Linked DNA regions of Zea mays: region 1 is linked to region 2. Evidence: chromatin contacts called from public Hi-C data. All regions are on one chromosome and are shown on one strand. The core of a region is the stretch at or near the end of the contact, and the rest is flanking DNA. Distances in the headings are between cores, read along the strand shown.

What was found. A called contact is a pair of places that touch in the nucleus more often than the background predicts.
Region 1: a Hi-C map of ear shows a contact between it and region 2, with 2.5 times the contacts expected there. The contact joins the enhancer-like site here to the promoter of LOC100277789 in region 2. A contact is called at or near these places in 2 of 25 Hi-C or Micro-C datasets (ear and tassel).

Annotation. Positions count from the first base shown.
Region 1 is chr7:35,886,049-35,889,326 of Zm-B73-REFERENCE-NAM-5.0, forward strand. LOC100125638 (granule bound starch synthase IIa precursor) reads right to left here. Exons shown (of 14, transcript NM_001347904.1): 9 at 3,261-3,278; 10 at 3,011-3,187; 11 at 2,731-2,922; 12 at 2,420-2,506; 13 at 2,208-2,336; 14 at 1,647-2,086. The coding sequence ends at 1,967. Among protein-coding and RNA genes, the nearest start is that of LOC100125638, 7.2 kb to the right of the region's middle. Within about 2 kb of position 1,898, at least 14 of the 20 cell types and tissues checked have an H3K27ac peak or open chromatin away from gene starts, as enhancers often do. A contact at or near this core is called in ear and tassel, where this site is marked.
Region 2 is chr7:35,362,352-35,365,352 of Zm-B73-REFERENCE-NAM-5.0, forward strand. LOC100277789 reads left to right here and starts at 1,308. Exons shown (of 1, transcript NM_001151269.2): 1 at 1,308-1,936. The coding sequence starts at 1,375. The coding sequence ends at 1,821.

The DNA.
Region 1 (3,278 bases), core at 648-3,147, 520 kb after region 2:
AGCAACGGAGCTTGGCGGAGGGACAGCTGTCGGAGCGGTCGAGTCCTTGCTGACGTCCCCCTGCTTCCGTAAGGGAGCTGAGAGCCGCCGTCGTCACAGGGCTTGCGGGGCGCCATCATTGCCTACTTGGCGGAGCTAGCCAGATGGGACACCGGTCTTGTTCTCTGCGACCCGAGTCGGCTCGGGGTAGGGTGATGATGGCGCTTCCTGTTGACGTGGCGGGCCTGTGCCCTAGGCTGGGCGTCGTGGAGGCTCCTCCGAAGCCGGGGTCGAGCCTGTCTTCCGTGGCCGAGGCCGAGTCCGAGCCCCTGGGTCGGGCGAGGCAGAGGTCGTTCGGCAGAGGCCAGGGCGGAGTCCGAGCCCTGGGGTCGGGCGAAGCGGAGTTCGTCGTCTTCTGGGGCTGAGCCCGAGTCCGAGCCCTGGGTCGGGCGGAGCGGAGTTCGCCGTCTTCCTGGGCCTAGCCCGAGTCCGAGCCCTGGGTCGGGCGGAGCGGAGTTCGCCGTCTTCCGGGGCTTAGCCCGAGTCCGAGCCCTGGGTCGGGCGGAGCGGAGTTCGCCGTCTTCCGGGGCTTAGCCCGAGTCCGAGCCCTGGGTCGGGCGGAGCGGAGTTCGCCGTCTTCCGGGGCTTAGCCCGAGTCCGAGCCCTGGGTCGGGCGTAGCGGAGTTTCCTATGGCGCCTTTGGCAGGGCCTGACTGCCTGTCAGTCTCACTCTGTCAAGTGGCACTGCTGTCGGAGTGGCGCAGGCGGCGCTGTCCTTCTGTCAGACCGGTCAGTGGAGCGGCGAAGTGACGGCGGTCACTTCGGCTCTGCCGGGGGGCGCGCGTCAGGATAAAGGTGTCAGGCCACCTTTGCGTTAAATGCTCCTGCGACTCGGTCGGTCGGTGCGGCGATTTAGTTAGGGTTGCTTCTTAGCGAAGGCAAGGCCTCGGGCGAGCCGGAGATGTGTCCGCCGTTAAAGGGGGGGTCTTGGGCGAGACGGAAATCCCTCGGGGTCGGCTGCCCTTGCCCGAGGCTAGGCTCGGGCGAGGCGTGATCGAGTCGCTCGTATGGACTGATCCCTGACTTAATCGCACCCATGAGGCCTCTGCAGCTTTATGCTGATGGGGGTTACCAGCTGAGAATTAGGCGTCTTGAGGGTACCACTAATTATGGTCCCCGACATATTTATTTTGAAAGAAGGTATTGTATACTTACATTTAAGGGTTTCTTGATTGTTTTCATTGTATAAGGGTTTCTTGATTGTTTTCATTGTATGTATAATTTATGAGAAGAACAAATCGATGGAGTATCTCACCTTATTATTTTATTTCCTTATTTTATTGTTTTCTTTCTTATACAAATTTTGGGATTTACGGTGTTTGGCAGTCTGTAGTCCGTTCTGGCGGCCAGCCAGAAGCTGCTGATACGCCGAAACAAACAGACCATGCATCTCAAATCATATACATAAATTGAGTCATTAGGCCCTGCATGAATGTTTAGATTTTTCCACTCGGCCTGATCAGCAGTGATTGCTGTTGGCTGCAGGAACTTGCTCTCATAAAATTATTTTTTGTAGAAACAGCCACTATTACTTACGCAACAGTGGCTGTGCTCATATGTTTTAAACCACCACTGAGAAGCGAACTATGCACAAGAACGAGCCATTTCAAACAACTCCATCGTGACCCTACCACTTGGGATGATTCGAGCTGCCCGCTAGCATTCGCTATATTTACATAACCGTTGTCGACCGAACGGAAGCGGGAAGTGTATGTTGCGCAAGAACAGAAGAATTAGAGCAGGCATGGCATTTTTTAGAATGCCAAGGATTATATTACAATGAGGTAGTAGTAGTAGACTAGTAGTAGAGGCGAAACCGTGTCTGACTGGACACCTCACTCCACCAGCCACAAGGCCGCCCAGGAGGATCCTAGAAGACGCTTCCTATCACCAACGCGTGTTTCCGAGTCGAGGCACCACCAAGCCCTCACGGAGTGGCTACGTTTTCCTTGGCAAGTGGGGCGATCTCCTCTGCGTCGTCGATGCCAGCTCGACTCCCCTCGACTCCAAGGCCCAGAAGCACCTCCTCCCACTTCTTCGCAGGCCCCTAGACCAGAGACGAGAGGGGTCGGTGATCCTTATTATCTTGACAAAGAGTTACCTAGCTGCATGCCAACGATAAACGGAGAGCTTGGCTGGCATATATATACACATGTGCCTATACGTACCTTCCAGGACAGGTCTTTCGCCATGCAGTTCTGAACCATCTCATGGAATGCCGGGGTGTCGTACTGCTTCAGGGCTCGCGTGACGGTTGACGCCACTGCTGTCACGTCGGCTGGGTCTACAGTTTCACACTAAAAAAGATGGAGGAGAAGATTAACCAAAGGCTATTTTCATTTATGGAGCCTGAGAACAATGAGTCCGTGTTGTTCTTTACCTCGACATTGAAAGAACCCATGTGGAATCCGGTGACGCCCTCCTCAACCGTGTCGACAAGTCCTCCAGTGGATGAACAGATAGGAATCTGCAAAAAAATATATATATATTTGCAGCATCGATGGTCATTCTTTTTCTATTGCACTTTGTCTGCTGCTTAACTACGTGGTATTTTCTAACACTTTACAGGAATCAAGATGTGACATGATGAGGAAAAAAAATGCCTGCTAATATTTATCCTACGCGCACTCAAATCTGAACTGTAACAAAAAATCTGAACTGCTGTAACAAAGCGGAGCTAGGAAGTCTCACCACTCCATATCTCATCCCTTGCAGCTGAATGAGACCACATGGCTCAAACCTGCTTGGGACGATAATGAAGTCAGCCCCGGCAAACATCATGTGTGCCAATGGAACATTGAATTTCGCTATGCCTCTAGCGTTGTTTGGATATTTCACTTCCAGCTGCGTTAGTTCCTCCTCCATCTTCTTCTTTCCCGTGCCCTGAAGAACAATTTTTTTTCTCAGCGACTATCAGATCGTGAACCGTGCCATGCGAAAGAATAGAAACCACTTCTAAATTGGAACATACAAGAACGATTATCTGGACATTCTCGCCCACGAACTCTGGAATGGCTGCAATGAGTATGTCGGACCCTTTCTGTTCTTCGAGACGCCCGACGAAAACTATAACAGGGATGCTCGAGTCCACAGGCAATCCGACTTCTGCTTGCAAACTCTCTTTATTGAGAGCCCTTGCTTCAGTTACCTGACAAATTATTTCATTCAGTAAAGAAATCTCTATATAAGGTAAGAACGGGCGATGTGGTAATAGGCCTTACCGTTGTTGCATCATATTT
Region 2 (3,001 bases), core at 58-2,557:
TCTTCGGAGTCTTCGCCACCGCTGTCCACATCATAACTTTCACTGTCACCAGTATCTTCAGACAGCCCTTCCAGAATTTCCCTGGTGATCTTTTCTGTGTTGGTCTTCGACATTGCTATAAGAAACCCTAAGTTCTTCTCTTCATCAAGACTCAGCTTCATTTCAGCAGCAGCCTTCTTAGCAGCTTCAGACATCTTCGGAAACACTAAAAAACTGTTTTCAAAGCCGAAGCTTCAAAGCTAAAAGCTTAGCAGATCACAGTGCACGAGAGCTAAAAAATGAGTGAGCAAGAGTGGTTGGCCAGAAAGCGTGCAAAATAAGTTTGCGGTATGGCCGTATTTATACGCTTGATGCGTTGAAAGTTGAAAGACCCCACTTGTCATTGAATGTTGCTATTCTAGCAAAGGGAAGGTGTTTTTTCGGACCTTCGGCATAAAGCCTTCGTTCATGTCGCAATCTGAATTTATTATTTCAAACAAATTAATATTGCGAGGGGCTACTGTTGGGGGCCTTCGTCCTCCGAAGGTCCTCAAAAACATGATTTAACAATGTTTTCCAAGTAGATTATGTGAACAGGTACCTTCGGACTCAGAATTACGAACATGAAGTGCGGTCAGGACGAAGCCTGAACCAGACGAAGGACGGGCTGATTACCAAGCTCCACGAAGGATGGTGCACAGCCGAAGCTGTGCGCAGGGAAGCTTCGTCGCGATAGCAGAGAGGGGAACCGACTTAAAGATGAAAAGACTACGTGGACCTTGTCAGGTTTCCATAAGTCATTGACAAATGTAATGGACATAAATGTAATTTTACGTGGGCTGTGTCCCGCGTCTATAAATAGATGAACAGTACTCCCGTACTGTTCACGCTGACTTGGCATTTTGCTTTTGCGTCACGCTTGTACTTTTTATCTTCTCTCAGGACCGAAGGTACATTTGTAATTTGAAATCATTTCTATTTTTCCATGTTAATAAAATAGAAATGATCCTATGATGATGCTTATATTATATTTCATGCTTTATATGAATCCTTCGTCATTACTTGTTATGTTTACGAAGGTATGTTTCTTATGATCTTCGTCCGAAACTCATTATTTCCCGAAGGGACATAATGCTTCGAAGGACGAAGGACTTTAACACTTAACACTTTTTATGTTGCCTTGTTCTTAATTCGAAGCATTTAAGAACAAGTCCCCAACAGGAGGATCCCACGACGCACGCCATGACAAAGACCACATACCATATGCCGGCCGGCCGGCAGGCCAAGCCGGCCTCGACCTATACGTACGTCTTGCCTATTTTTTTCCCCAAGAACAAGAAGATCACAGTCAAAAGGTGCTACTTACTATACACGCACAAAAATACATCGAGCACCATGGCATCTCCAACCCGTCAGGCACCAGCACCGCCACCCTTCCTCGTTACTCCCATCATGCTGATGCTGTGGCTGCTGCTCGCTTCCTCGCACACGCGCGGCGCCATGGCCGCGACGCCCAACACGGAGGCGCTCTCGGTGCTGTGCAATGGCGCGTCCTACGGCGCCGGGGACCCCTTCGCGACGAGCCTAACGTTCGTGCTGTCGGAGCTGTTGTCCGCCACGCCGGTCCGGGCAGGCCACGACTTCTACGACATCTCCCCGTACCCGGCCGCCTTCGCGTACGGGCACGCCGCGTGCCGGGCGGCGCTGTCCGCCGCGGACTGCGCTGCCTGCCTCCGCTCCGCCGTGAGCCAGATGGACGCCTCCTGCGGGTACAGCGTCGGTGCCAGGGCCGTGCTCGTGGACTGCAGCGTGCGCTACGAGCAGTACGCGTTCGTGGATTGATTCGTCAGTAGATTTCTAGCTCCTTTCGATTTGTATGTAGTTCTGTGTGGTTTGGTTTCTCGCGTTGGTGTTGCTGCCCAAATGTATGCTCGCGCGCAGGTGATTTGCCAAACCCTTATCTTCTATCCAGCCACGCACCTCCCGAATGATTTGCATGATAAAATCGTACTGTACGAGCTAAGAAATTGACCGATACAACTGAGCAATCTAGTCGGTCATGAAGGTGCTTGCTAATAGACACAAACGATTCATTCTATATTTGTATTTTCTCAGGAATTTAAAACTTTGATCAATATTCAGTTAAATACAAATAAATTTATCAAACAAACTATTGTTCTATAATTTATATGTAAAAGGACAAAAACATAGCATATATAATCGACCCATTATTTATATAAACAGCTTATGGCATTTTTTTTCTTCCTTTTCTCATGACGACCCGTACCACATTCCTCGAACGTACAGTAAAATGCCCTCAAATACTAAGCAAATAAGTCCTCGACTCAAACGTCCAATTTGTAGAATTTTTAGATCGAGTTTGTAAGAACTCTACAAATATAAAATTCCCTAGAAATAAAACAAAAGTTAAATGTTTTTAATAAACACATCCTGGCCTCGGGAGGAACTCAGTCTAGCCCATTTCCTTACCTGGTATTCTCTTGGCCTTGCACGGCCTGCGGGCTGACCTCTCTCTCCCTCTCTATTCATACTAGCAGTGGCCCAACCATTTTATCGAATCAGTTTTGTGTTCTTCCTTTTCTCTAATCTAACTAGCAACCAACCTTCCAAAATTCATATCTCACCGGTTCAAACTTTAATTGACTTTGATTTTTCTTCCTAAATTCATTAAATTCAAATGATATCTTTAAAAATAAATTTGATTCTTTTACCAATAACACATCATTATAAAATTTAAATGTACTTTTGCTATAATTTATTGAATGACTTGGTATTTGGACTACATGTGCTTTAAAAAATAACTAAACAAAAAAAAATCAGTACCAAATATAAATTTGGAGCTAACAGTTCAGATATTTGTATACCATTGTATTCTTGTGTTGAACCATCCCATGGAGATGCATGTGTGCAATTATTCTATTGTTAGGGTTGTATAGTGAGATTTTGGTTGTCTATTCATCGATGTTAGTCTAAACATTTAAATGGACTAAATGTCACCTAC